2 separate regions of the Triticum aestivum genome follow, and region 2 is linked to region 1. The links are chromatin contacts, called in public HiCAR-type maps. All regions are on one chromosome and are shown on one strand. Each heading gives the region's core, a stretch centred on a gene start, on an enhancer-like site or on the middle of the called end of the contact. The rest is flanking DNA. Distances are from core to core; before and after follow the strand shown. Region 1 holds the start of LOC123042102 (NAC domain-containing protein 21/22). Region 2 holds the start of LOC123046736 (F-box/kelch-repeat protein At5g60570).

Region 1 (7,077 bases), core at 432-2,931:
TTCTACTACTAACTAAAAAACCAGAAGTTAGTACATGTTGGTGTACTTGTTTGTTTCATTTTTATTTTGTTCTTGGGTATGAGGCGCAGGTGTCGGCTTGCCTTGCCTTGCCTTGCCTCACTGCTTCCGTTAACCTCACACGCTGATTGGGCACATGCCACATTATGGCTGCTACGCTCCCCACTTGAAATTGTTTGAGGAATTTAGACCATCTGCCTACGGGGAGCTGGTAACCACGCCGACAGCCTCCGGCGGAGATCTTGGCCTTACGTGTTTGACATGGCCTTTTGTTCAGGTGCGTCCATCACACACGCTCCTGCTTGCATATGCATCTCCTGGGTTTTGACTTGTGTGGCATGGCATGGCAGGATCGATCGACGCCCGGCTAGATCTCCTCCTGCAGCCGCAGGTTCATTCTTAATGCTCACTAGATCTCCTTCCCTGAAAAGGACCGACATGACTATCTCCTGAGGAAATTTCATCTCCTGAGAAGAGTGGACAACCTGTAGTACTACCGCTCCTTATCATGTGATCGGAAGTCCAGACAGCAGCAGCTGATTTTGTTCGGTTCAGAGAGTAGACTTTGTTTTTTAAAAGTCTACTTTTCTTCCAGGAGTTTGTGTTCCGAGTTCAGACTTGACTGGGATCGATGCTACTGTAGTACTGTACGGTGCCCTGCGTCTCCTGAATCGGGCAAAAGGGTGTGTACAGAAACAGAATACTGATTCGTTAGACAAGAACAAACAGTATCGTTTTACCCACTTGTCACTGAACTGAAAAGGACGCGCACATAGCTACAGCCTACAGAGAAAACTACTACGGACTTGTCAACTGCCCGACTGCCGACAACAGTAGGTGCCATTTCTTCACCTTCTGCTCCACCGGGAATTTACCAAAACAAGGATGAAAAGGCACAGGTTCACTTATTAGAACTCAGTTCTTTCAGCTGCAAAGTATCGATGTACACCTACTGAAAGTGAAAACCAACTTCAACTTGCGCCATCTCTTTTCGATGGAGGTTGTCACCATCTTTTTCTTTGCCATCTTTTAAACTCAGCCAATCCATCCATCCTTTAGGCAGTCGACGGTTGCCGGACGTAAAAAAGTCTTTGACATGGTCTCACCAGTCACTGTAACACAGTAACAAAAGGTCTTCTGCTTGAAGCGGCTGTCTGCCACTGCCATGGGATGGAGCGACGGCCAAGAACACGCAAACGATCGACCGGTTGGCCATCCGGTGTTTGTCAGAGGTCACAAGACAGTGTTAGTTTGGCAGTTTTGGATTAGCCCTCTGACTGAGGATACCCCATTTCTGGCTTGGCATGTCCGTGGATCACGATAGATCGCCGTCGCCATACTGGCGGTCGCCGTCGGTTTTATCAGAAGCTTGTCATGGATAGATCGACGCGATGATCCATGGACCATGAATCTGAGTATCTGGCCGTAGTATCACCTGGTAGGCTGTTACTGTTTGATGGAGACCTAAGAGGTAGGGAATATCCAGAGTAGCAATGAATAATCACCGGCGCCAGTTTTCATTTTCTGTAACATATACGACCGGTTCAAAAGAATTTGCATCATCTACAGTGCGCATCGTCGTTGCGTCAGACTCTTCTTTCCTAGTGACATGCTCACAAGGGGTCCATGGCTAGCGAGATCTCTTCCTCTATTAATACCGGCCGGGGCCCCGGCCCCATCGTGTTCGGTCGTGTACTTCTCTATCTATCCAATCTTTTTTCCTGTCTGTTTCAAGACCTCTGGGAGAGCAAAAATGAGCAGCTCGATGAGCATGGTGGAGGCAAGGCTGCCGCCGGGGTTCCGGTTCCACCCCAGGGACCACGAGCTCGTGCTGGACTACCTCTGCCACAAGCTCTCTGGCGGTGGTGGCCGCGCCGGCGGCGTGGACATGGTCGACGTCGACCTCAACAAGTGCGAGCCATGGGAGCTTCCAGGTACGATCTTTCGTCCCTTCCATCATGCACCCAGATCATGCAGCAGCAGAAGGGAAATATTCAGTTTTGAGGGATAAAAAAGAGGAAAAACATAATGATAATGGCTTCGCCCGGGTTTGAACCGGAGACCTTCAGTGTGTTAGACTGACGTGATAACCAACTACACCACGAAACCTTGCTGCTCTGTGCCTGATTAGATTTTATTAGTAGCAGTGATTATAGCAGCAACCATGAATCATTGCGTTCAGTTCAATAGTGCTGATTTTAATCGTCTCTTACCCATTGTTGCATGCACGCAGACGCGGCGTGCGTGGGCGGCAAGGAGTGGTACTTCTTCAGCCGGCACGACCGCAAGTACGCGACCGGGCAGCGCACCAACCGCGCCACACACACCGGCTACTGGAAGGCCACGGGCAAGGACCGCGTCATCACCGGCGACGGCGCGGCGGCGGTCGTCGGGATGCGCAAGACGCTCGTCTTCTACCTGGGGAGAGCCCCCCGGGGAACCAAGACCGAGTGGGTCATGCACGAGTTCCGCGCCGAGGGCCGCCCGCCGGCCCGCCGTCAGCTCGCCGACCACCCCCACGGCTCGCCGCCGTTTCTCCTCGAGGTACGTGTCCCACTTCTGCACTTCATGCACGCCACACGTTCCGATGACTGTCGCGGATCGACGGCTCGCATGAGTTGCATGTTTGCGCAGCCATTCTATCTCGGATACCATTTGTTTTGCGTGACTAGGAACAGGACGGAGGAGCCTGTGGCTGTATGCATGAACTAGGAGTTTGCTTGCCAGCGCGTGCCATTATAAATTAGTTTTACAGTTAATTATGTACAGAGGAGTCAGACAGTAATAGTACTCGTTGATTATGTTTTTCAGTTATAACAAGAAATGGAATCCGGCTCCCCTTTGGGAGGGAGGCGTATAGAGAAAATGCACTCACTGATTGGGCTTAGCCTTTTAGTATTATTTCACTCCCGGCTGTTCGTGCAGAGGAAGGTAGCTTATTCATCTGTTGCATATAGTTGAACATTGCTATTTTTGACCGCCAGATAAAATATTTCTTTTGTATTCTGTCTAGCTGTACATACGATTCGGTACGTGCTGCGTCGATCCCGATAAGATAAACTACGTATACTTACGACGACTATACATGCCACTAGGCAATCATTGTTGGTGACCTAGTCTAGCTTATCGAAATGCAAACATGGTACACACATAGTACTATGACATATCACCAATGTCGTTCCAAGGTTTGGTGAAGGCAACGTCCAAGGTTGTTCGCTTGGCGCCGTCGCCATACATCAGCCCGGCATTAAACAAACATGATACTGCTTTGAAAAGGATCTGACCATCGCATTATCATTTTTGCATTCATCCAACTTTGACTTCTTTTTTTCGTCGAGGTGAAGCTCAAGTTGACAAAAAATATTTTGACATTGGCATCCCAAGTTGCCAATTCTTTCGTTAGCAGAACATGTGGCTATTGTGACTCCTTATGGTCACAAATGAATAGTGTGTTTCTTGGGAAAAAAATAGTATGCAGTATCTTATTTGAGAAAAAAAAAGTACGCATGTACTCCCTCCGTCTCAAAATGTAATATCATTTTTACACTATATGTCAAAAATGATTTTATATTTTGGTACGGAGGGGTTATCTTATTCTCTTCTTTTAGATTCCGACATGCGATGTGCGCGAGCTTGAATCATCTAGTGTCCATAAAAAAATATAGTGTCCATCAAATTCACTTATCTAGATATAACATACTCCAAGTGTTAAAATGGAAAATATTGCAAAACGCAGGAGGACTGGGTGCTGTGCAGGGTGTTCTACAAAAGCACAACAGCTGCTCCAACACCGGCCTCCGACGAGTCATCAGGTTCCCAGAGCAGCGAGGTCGGCATGGCGCCGGCACTTCTGCCCATAGCACCCATCGACGCCGTTGGCCGCATGCCCATGGCTGCGATCACCGACAGCTTCCGTGGGCACCAGGAGTACTCCACCAGCCTCCTCATGGCCCCGCAGCACTGGCCGGTGGCGCCATTGCCGTTCAGGAGCTTCAGGGACCTGCTAGGCGACATGGTGGAAAGCAGCAGCGGTGACCCGAAGCCGGAGTGGAGCGTAGACGACGGCTATACGCGGCACAGCGGCATGCCGCAGGCTTGGAATCCGTTCTGACGAGTTGATGAGTTCTCGCAGGCTAGGTAGTATAGTAAGGGTAGTATACGCTGTGTTGTCCACTCGATCGTCATATGCTTGATTAGTGATCAATTTCTTCCCTTCTCTTCTGTAGCAGTGTGATTATGTACAGCATTTATCAGCCCTAGTGCAGTCATCAGCCACACATTTCAGGTTGGTTAAATGGGGTGTAAAATCACTGTATTTCAGATATCACCTATTGTTATAAAAAATGGGGTGTATATTACTTGAAACTAGTTCTTTGCATTACAATCGCCCAAGAGCCTGGTTTTTGTTGTTGTTGTCACTATTTGTTTTCAGATTGCTTACCACATACACCATGTGGTGCCTAAGATCCGAGTCCGGCACGGGATAACACCATCGCAGAATGCCTCCCTCCCTACTACGAGCCAAGATAGGAGCATCTATATTTCAGTCGATTTTACAAATTTGTTTGTAGAAAACTGAACACATGTTCACCGTATTATAAACACTAGATGATTCCTCCCATAAAAATTGTCTTACATTGTGGGACGGAGGGCGTATGTTTTAAGAAGTTTCGATTGTATGAACATGAATATTTGGAGTAATATTCAGTCAAAATATATATTTGCAGTAATAATATGAGAACTTAAAATGCATATGATTTATTTTGTTTGATTACTATATATTTGCAATTTTCCCAAACATTGCATTTTTTGCATATTGAGGTGAGCTTTTACGATATACTTGCATGTTGAGAGAAATAAATTAACGGGGCTAGCTACTACGATATAGAAGATTGTCCATCGCAATAAAATACAATTGATTTATTATAAACAAATAGGGTAATAGGGTGAAAATTATCATACATATTTGCATGTTGAGGTCGAGTTTTTCTTATGCATGGTTGCATGTTGAGGTGGCCTTTTTTTCCATGCATATTGCATGCTAAGATGACATATTTGCAAATTGAGAAAAATAGATTAGTGGGCTTAGCTATTTAGATATAAGAAATGTGTTTATCTAATAACAAGAGTGTAATATTCCCTCACTTGGATGTGAATCAACTAATATAAAAAGGCCATATAGTCTAATATCCGTTGTGTTATAATAGTTTGTTCACGTAGTGCAAAAACAACTTTACTATTTGTTCTCAAAGTTCAATAAAAGAAAACATATCTTCAGGCTTCATCCACCCCCGCGCCTCCCTCCTTTGTGACAAGAGGGGACACCACTGCCACCACCCCCAGTTCCCCCTCCCCTCCCCATCTTCGCGCTGCCGCAAGCTGGAGGTGTCGTCGGCAAAGACGGGGTACGCTCTAGGTTAGGTGGCAGCAGGGCTCTTTGCATACACAATTGTCTCTTATTGGGTACGCTCTAAATCTGTTGTCTCGAGGTATACCAGATTTGATGGGGCACTGTCTGGTAGGCGATCGACGGCACGAGCCATGTGTGCCGATGCAGAGGAAAGACATGTCCCCAGCCTGAGGTGGGCTCTCCGCATACGTGCCCGATGTGTTTTTGCTGGGCAGTCGTGGTAGATCTTCCTCGGGCGGCGGAACTTCCGAGTATGGCGTTCCTTCGTCCATTTCTCGTGGTGGGGACTAGCGGGTAGACGGGTAGGTGGATGTTTCCCCTCTTATGGGTGGCGTTCAAGCGTTCTAGCATCAACGAAGGGTTCCGAGATGGATGCTGGGGTGGCGGCTTCGGGTGGCGGGCTGCTTGGTTGGTTCTCGGTCGGGCTTCCTACTGGCTATGGTTGCTACGCTTCTTGGTCGGGTGGGTGTCAAGGGGTGTAGCGGTGGGTGGCTTTGGCATTTTCTTTGCCAACATTATTGTGGGTGCCCAAACCTCGTTCTGGCGGTCTGAAATTTGTCATGGCGGGCCTTCCTCCAGGGTGGGTTTGCTGACCAAGGGTACCTTGTTATGACATGAGTGAGCTTCCGATCGAAAGCCTACTTTGGCGTGGATTACAGTGACGCCCACTGATGCCGCTTTTCTCTTGAGAACATCGTCATGATTGCCCTCTCCATGCCAGGGCTCCGGGTGAAAACCCTTCTCCGTCCCTTTGGATTCGGTGCTGGCGACGCTATGCATCGTTACCATCGTGGGGGCGTTGTCATGGAGCTCAGGTACCTTAGGTTGTGCCGAGGCGGTGTTTTTAGGCCCTCCCATGTTCATTCTCATTGGCATAGTCATATCATGTTTGTGCATTTGTGTTTCTAATGCAATATTTATTGTCCATTTATCCCTTGATCTGCTTTGTAAGAGGGTTTACTCACTACCTTGTATCTATAAGGTGGGACAAAAGCCTATTTCGAGAAAGTTTGTGCAAAGTAACTCAGGTTGGAGCATTGCTTTCCACCTCTGACAAAAAAAGGGGGAGGAGTTAATGAAAGAAAGATGAAAGATAATTGAAGACGTTGAAGATGTCTAGTTCCACTTTGTGATATGGAAATTCATTTCATGACTACAAATTAAACATGATTAAAGTCATTGCAGTCCATCGATGTGTATGGTTGTTACAAAAGTACCCAACCCTCCAATGAGTTCATGTAGGTCCATCAACGCATTCGACGACTCCCCTCCTCTCTCGGCCTCCTTATTGTTGGTTCGAAGGGAACTATTGAATTCCCCTCACGCAAGTTGTTTGTCAGTGGCTATGATTTGTTGATATTTGGGTGTCAACCCTTCACCGCTTTGAATCTCACGGTAGTGATGGCGGTGGAGAGTAAGGCTCCCGATCTCCTACAAATGTGGCGACTCTCTTTTCTTGGTGTTGGGTCTAGGAGGCAGTATTGCGCCATATGGATCCTTTCATATGAGTAGGTGCCTTGTCTAGTCAACAACAGACCCTTTTAATCCATGGCCTTTGGCATTTGGGAAACAATGGCGCACTTCGTCAATGTGCTCAATTTTTTTAGCTGTAGGAAAATGTCGGCCCCCATCTCTGGGTGTTTTTTGAG
Region 2 (6,510 bases), core at 805-3,304, 130 kb after region 1:
GACGAAAAGGCTGGTTGGTTGGTTGGGTTCGACCGGCCGATCCGTCGAGCGCGACGCCACTGTTGCCGGCAACAGGAGCAACGTGCCGCACTGTGCGGGTGGCCGGCGTTGGGGCCGCCGGCGGCGGGCCGGCCTGGCAGCAGCAGCCAGCGGCTCCTCCACCGTCAGCTGCGGGTGGCGAGCCAGATCTGGCCGGCCGCGCGTTTCCTCGACCGCAACAGTGGCCGCTGCACAGTGCAGGCGCGCGTAGCCCCCGCTCGGGCCGTGCAAAGGTTTGCGGTTGCGTTGTCCCGGTCATGGATCGGGGAGGAGAAAGGAAAGGACTCTCCGGGCTGTCGATCGACGGATGGGATGTTTCCGTCCGTCGGGGTTTGGCCGATTATTGCTGCACGAACGTAGCACGTACCGTACGTACCAGCTCACGCGGAATGCATGCAAGGCTCCATCCGTCGAGCTAGACAGACAGAGCTAGAGCTGCACGGGTCGTCTGACTCTGACCACGCGATATGCAGTGCAGGGTTTGCTTAATCTCGTGATGTTTTAACGGCATCAATGGTCCGTCTGGGTAATGCGTTCTCTGGCTCGGCGATCATCCCTTAATTACTGGCAGTACTTCCTAGTACTACACATTATCTGTCTGTGTATGCCATGACGTCATCAAAAGGCAGCCGCGGCGCGCGCTGCCACTGCCGGCCTGGTGGCCTTTGCGAAACGACGGGGCAAAAATCGTGGGGAGGGGTCAGGTCAGGTCAAGCGGAGCTGCAGTAACTTTGCCCGGCGGTCAAACGCGACGGCCTAATTAAAAAAATTACCCTATCTACTACCTAAAGGGGGCGTGGCCACTTGCGAGCAGGCACTGTGTTTGACGAGGCCGCCAATGGCGCGTAACTTTCCCGTTTACCGGTGAGGAGGGTGGTGAGGTGACTTTACTTACCCCAGCCGCCCCCCTGCTCCGCGAGAGGACAGCCGTCCTTATCCGGATCGCGCAGCCTGGCTGGCCGGCGGCCGAGTAAAATACGTGCCAGTTGCCACCCTAGCTGACACTAAAATACTCCTACATTTCCTTATCTGTGCACTGCTGAGCGCCACCATTTTCGGTGCCAACGCAGTGCTAAAAAAATATTACCAGGCACCTTACCGAAGCAAACAAAAAAAAAAGGTTTTGTCCTAGTGATGGTGTGCGTCACGTATTTTGTCGTCCAACGGTAAGTTTCATTGGCCCTGGCCCTTTTCTTTTCCGTAGTGGGCTGACACGGAGAAATGATGAGAAATAAGCCGGGGATAATGCGCCGTCCTTTTCACCCTGTCGCTGCGCTGGGTTCAACGTGCGTGAAAACCGGTCGTGCGTGGCCTACCTACATGCCTGGGGGTAGGGAGGGGTGGGGGTGGGTAGCTTTCGGGCCTCGAGATTCTTTTCACCGTGGACGTCGACCCATCCATCCGTCCATCCGTCTATCCGCCCGCCCCCTTCCTCGCCCTGAGCCCGAGAGAGGCAAGTACACTGTGCCGAAAACATTCCATTATAGCAAAAGGGGGAGCGGCAGGCGGAAAAGAGCGAGCGCGCCCGCCCGCCCGAGCCTCAGCCCGAGGGCGGGCGGCCGGGCGGATCAGACCAGATCTGCAGAGCGGCGGTGGTACTTGCTGTGTGCAGGGCTGGCTCGCCATGCGTGCGCCTCTGAGCGTGGTGACCGCGTCCACATTCCCCCCATCCGCCCCCAGATCTCGGCCATTATCGACAAATTTTGCCATGTAATAAAATCTTGCTCTAACTTTTTTTACTTTTCATGATTTTTTACCTCCTCGTGTGGGAGGAGGGAATTTTTCTTTTAAAGAAAAATCTTCGTTGGGCGGTTTCGAGATAACAGTGGGATTAAGGCGTGGCGACCGAGGGCGGTAAAGGTTAAAAACGAGTACACCGCACCCACTGCGTGACAGATGGCGGCCAAAGTGAAAAAACAAAGCTTGCAATTAATCCATTGGCACTTCGGCCTTGGGGCACATCACATGGGCGTATATATATCGCCTTTCCCCCAGCCACACCCGCTTCCAAATCTCTTGGCTCCCCATGCTCTCCCCGTCTCACTGACGGTGGTCCCCACCGCCTCCCCCCCTCCCCCCGCCCCGCCCATATCTCGTCGGCGACCCGCGCCCCCTCCCCTCTCCGCCCCACACACGTCTCCGGCGGCGAGGGCACCCGGCCGTCTCCGGTGAGCCTCTCCCTCCTCTTCCTCCCCCCGTTTCCTGGCCGCGGCGCGCTCCGGGCGTGCGGGCTCGTTTGGTTGGCGGTGCCGGCCGCAGTTAGTCGCAGAGTCGTAACCGCTTTTGCCTTGTGGCCGTGCTCGTAGGTGTTCTGGGAGCCGCTCGTGGCTGGCGCCGGGATGGAGCCGGTCGGGGCGCGCCGGTCGCCCGGATCTCGCCGTCGGTGCGTCGTCTCCCTCAGGTGAGGACTCGGCCCTGTTTCTCCCGTCTCCCTTTCCTCTGTTTGCGCTGTGAAGGAAGGTGGGCGGAGTGATCTGCTTTTTTTTTCTTTCTTTTGGGGGGACTTTACCAACTGAAGTGCCATGACTCGTCCAGTGATGAGTGACATTGTACCCAAGGAACTTAAATTCCGTTTTGTCTGACGGTGACAGTGGCTGCTGAATTGGTTGGGGAAATGTCTTTGTCACCTTTCCTGTTAGTGATGTGAGATGGTTCCGAACGACAGAATGTGTGGTTTTTACATCGTTTTCATGGCTCGAACGGCCACCGGACGTGTGCTCCGTTTTACTGGTGCATCGATTGGTTTGCGGTGGGCATAGGAAGGTGTTTTAGCCGGGTTTATCCTGTAAATCTGGGATTATTTTCTAGTTTCAGTCTTTCTCCATGTTCTTTCGGCGAAGCTAAGAATCAGTTTGCGTGTTCTATGTGAATCTGTTGTAAAATCGGACCGTTAATTTTGGACTGTTTCTCATGCCTTGGATCTAGAACTGACGGATAGTAGGTATAATGTGCTACCAGGTTGTATGCTACGGCGATTTTGTTGTGCAGCTTGTTGAGATTTCATATTTCGTGGCCTTTGTCTTCGTGCATTAAAGGATGTTAGTACAATGTTTACGGCATTCATTTATTGAAGCAAATAGTAACTAATTGTCATGGGCTTTTTTTTATTGTGGAGCTCCATGACCATGAGCTTTTTTGGTCGATTGGCTGTCCGAGTTCCTGAAGAACAAATCATACGGCCATTGTCTTGTTGATTGATGCAGTTTCTCACCTTTTCGCTGCTGATGTTCAGTTCCTTGCTTGATTCTGGATACTGTTAAGTTGTAATAAAATTATCGAAGTATTTTCTGTGCAAATAGTCAGCAACAAGAGTTAACGTTCCTGTATGAATCTGATGTTGAACTCTGTACCGGTCGCTGTGGTGAAAGTATACATATTGTCTGCTGTTTTTCTTTTTGATCGAGAATATTTGTGAAACGTTTCAAATAACCTTGTGATTGTTTTGATCTTCATCTCAATATATTTTCCAGGGGCAGCCTTTGAACCTCTGAACTTTTGTGTCCTTGGGTCTGCGGTGATAAGTCAGAGAAAACAATGGAAGATTTACAAGATTGCAACTCCAAAAGCCTTGTTGCTGTTCCTGGTTCTCTGGTTCTGCACCTCTTCAGGCTGTTAGGTCAGCAGGATAATTCCTGGCAGAAGTACGCCTTGGCTTACTTTCTTCTGGTCAGGAATGAGTACTTCCCGAGGGAGCCAAGGAAACACTCAGCTGTGAATGTGCAACTTGTTCCCTGCTGTGACAGTTCAGATTTGGGCAGTAATGAACTGGAAGTGGAGAAGCAGAATGCTGTTGTCAAGAGCCAATCAGGAGGTGATTCCAGTTCCAATGGATCAAATGATTGTTTCCTTCCAGGCCTTCATGATGATCTGGCTCAAGACTGCCTTGCCTGGACAAGCAGATCAGACTATCCCTCACTCTCTTGTCTGAACAAGAAATTCAATACATTGGTTAACGGTGGATATCTGTACAAGCTGCGGAGGAAATATGGCATTGTTGAGCATTGGGTGTATCTGGCCTGTAGCGCTATGCCCTGGGAAGCATTCGATCCGTCGCGAAACCGATGGATGAGGCTCCCAAGAATGCCATGTGATGACTGCTTCTCCTGTGCGGACAAGGAGTCACTTGCTGTTGGGACACAGCTGCTTGTCTTTGGCCGAGAATATACAGGCCTTGCTATTTGGATGTACAATTTACTGACACGCCATTGGTCTCGCTGCACTCCGATGAATTTTCCTCGCTGTCTGTTTGCCTCAGGAAGTTCTGGTGAGATTGCCATTGTTGCTGGTGGGTGTGATAGGAACGGGCAGGTGCTGAGATCTGCGGAGCTGTACAATTCAGAGGCTGGCCAGTGGGAGACCTTGCCAGACATGAACTTGCCCAGGAGACTCTCCTCAGGTTTCTTCATGGATGGCAAGTTCTATGTCATCGGGGGTGTGACGAGTGAGAGGCATTCTCTGACTTGTGGAGAGGAATACGATCTCGACACCAGGACATGGAGAAGAATACAGGACATGTACCCCGGAGGAACCAGCGCCTCCCAGTCGCCTCCGCTCATCGCCGTTGTAAATAACCAGCTCTACGCGGCTGACCAGTCCACAAACGTGGTGAAGAAGTACGACAAGGCAAGCAACACATGGAACATAGTGAAGCCCTTGCCCGTCAGAGCGGACTCTTCCAACGGCTGGGGCCTGGCTTTCAAGGGATGCGGCGATAGACTGCTGGTCATCGGCGGCCACAGAGGACCTCGCGGCGAGGTGATACTGCTGCATTCCTGGTGCCCGGAAGATGGGAACGGCGCCGCCTCCGACTCCGACTGGGAGGTGCTCTCGGTGAAGGAGCGCGCCGGCGTCTTCGTCTACAACTGTGCAATAACGGGGTGCTGAGTTAGCAGCACCTTGGCTTCAGTACATGCCACCACTTGTTTAGCAAAACCCACCGATTCGTTGCTGCCATTTTAGCTGCTGCTACTTCTTATAATGACTTGTAATTCAGAAATGACACCCCCTTTTCGCGGAGCTGTCGATTAAAATGTCGGGTCGAGAGCATAGAGAGCATTCAGTTCAGTTTACCTGGAACTTCTCTTTTAACACTCTTCATTCAAAAGTCCTTAATTCTTGTTGTCTAGCATGAATCTTTTTTCCACGCAGTATTCTTTGTTCATCATCCTTGCTGAACGAACACTTGTTATTCTGCTGGGCCGAGCCGAATCGCATCTTTCAGTTGCATATATTGTCTGTATCCCATACGTATAGATCAGTAGATTCTGCTCTACTAAAGAGTATGTGTGTGTGTATCTATTGTTGAGAGTCGAGCAGTAAACTTTTTTGCACTTTGCTGGTCCATGCAAAGTGTCGGTGGTACGTAGGCTCAAGGGGAGGGAAGGGACCAAATCAATTAGAGAGAACGGGACGGGACCAAATAATTGTAATCGCCAGATGCTCACACTGTTGTGCCCTGCCGCCCCTGCTCCAACTTGCCCTGCTGCTGTGTTTCTCTGCGCCGTACCGCCAATTCTCTCTCAGTCTCGGACATTTCTTTCGCGGTACAGCTTGACAGATACAGGTGGTGGTGGCGGCAAAAAGGCTGCATCGCGTACTTGGCGTACAATCTCCCCAGCTTCCTCGCGTACTTTCTGAGGTGAGAATCCTGGGGAAAATATGCAGCGGTAGGAGGAGGGAGTACAATCTCCCCAGCTTCCTGGCGTACTTGGCGTACTTCCGGTTGCGCGACGCGGCCGGGTTTCATTTGTCACCGAAACAGTTTGACCCGGGGCCTTTTTTGGGTCGCTTTTATGATTATTTTTTTTGAATTTTCTGCCTCGCTTTTGATGATTCTTCAGCTCGGTTTTGTCAACCGGGTTTACTTCGCCCGTGGTTTTGCAGGACGTGTCTCCGGCGCAGCGCAGTGTCCGGCGTACGGCTGGTGTGGATGTGTGTGATAATCACTGACTTGTGCATTGGTTCGACCGCTCGCTGTCTCACTGAGTTGACGATGCAATCCGTTCGATCGCTCGCTGTCTCCCACTTTAACGAGTTGACGATGGGAGCCGTTCAACAGGGCCATATGGTTTGACATGTTCACGCCACGACGATTTCGCCGGCTACGACTTACGGCAGGTTGACATGATGATTTTTGGAAATTTTTGATCCGTTCTTCACTTCTTTCTCAAACACGCTCAGCCCGTCGCCGTCTGCCGAGGCGTGGAGCTGCTTGACCGTATCCCTGTAATCGCGCGTGATTTGCACGGAGCCAGTTCTCTCCGATGCCGACACCGGCGTGGCGTGGTCGTTTCGTCAGGCGTGGCTCAGAACCGCAGCCCGTTTCAAGGTGTGAGATTGCAGATGAATTTGGTCGATGTGTGTCCATTCCAAATTGTTCACAACACACCATGCCTCCTCGAGGTCATGCTTGGCCTCAAGGATTGGGGATCCATCCAGACCAGCAGGCCGACCCATGTCAGTCATCATAAC

What was found. HiCAR-type assays count read pairs that join an accessible place to other places.
Region 2: a HiCAR-type map of leaf shows a contact between it and region 1, with 4 times the contacts expected there. The contact joins the promoter of LOC123046736 here to the promoter of LOC123042102 in region 1. A contact is called at or near these places in 1 of 5 Hi-C or Micro-C datasets (leaf) and 1 of 1 datasets of contacts at active chromatin or transcription factors (leaf).

What each region holds. Positions count from the first base shown.
Region 1 is chr2B:689,475,202-689,482,278 of IWGSC CS RefSeq v2.1, forward strand. It overlaps LOC123042102 (NAC domain-containing protein 21/22), which reads left to right and starts at 1,682. Exons shown (of 3, transcript XM_044464624.1): 1 at 1,682-1,952; 2 at 2,252-2,562; 3 at 3,755-4,366. The coding sequence starts at 1,772. The coding sequence ends at 4,129. TRNAV-AAC (transfer RNA valine (anticodon AAC)) reads right to left here and starts at 2,127; the gene lies at 2,054-2,127.
Region 2 is chr2B:689,603,473-689,609,982 of IWGSC CS RefSeq v2.1, forward strand. LOC123046736 (F-box/kelch-repeat protein At5g60570) reads left to right here and starts at 2,055. Exons shown (of 3, transcript XM_044470159.1): 1 at 2,055-2,207; 2 at 2,346-2,440; 3 at 3,510-5,164. The coding sequence starts at 3,574. The coding sequence ends at 4,923.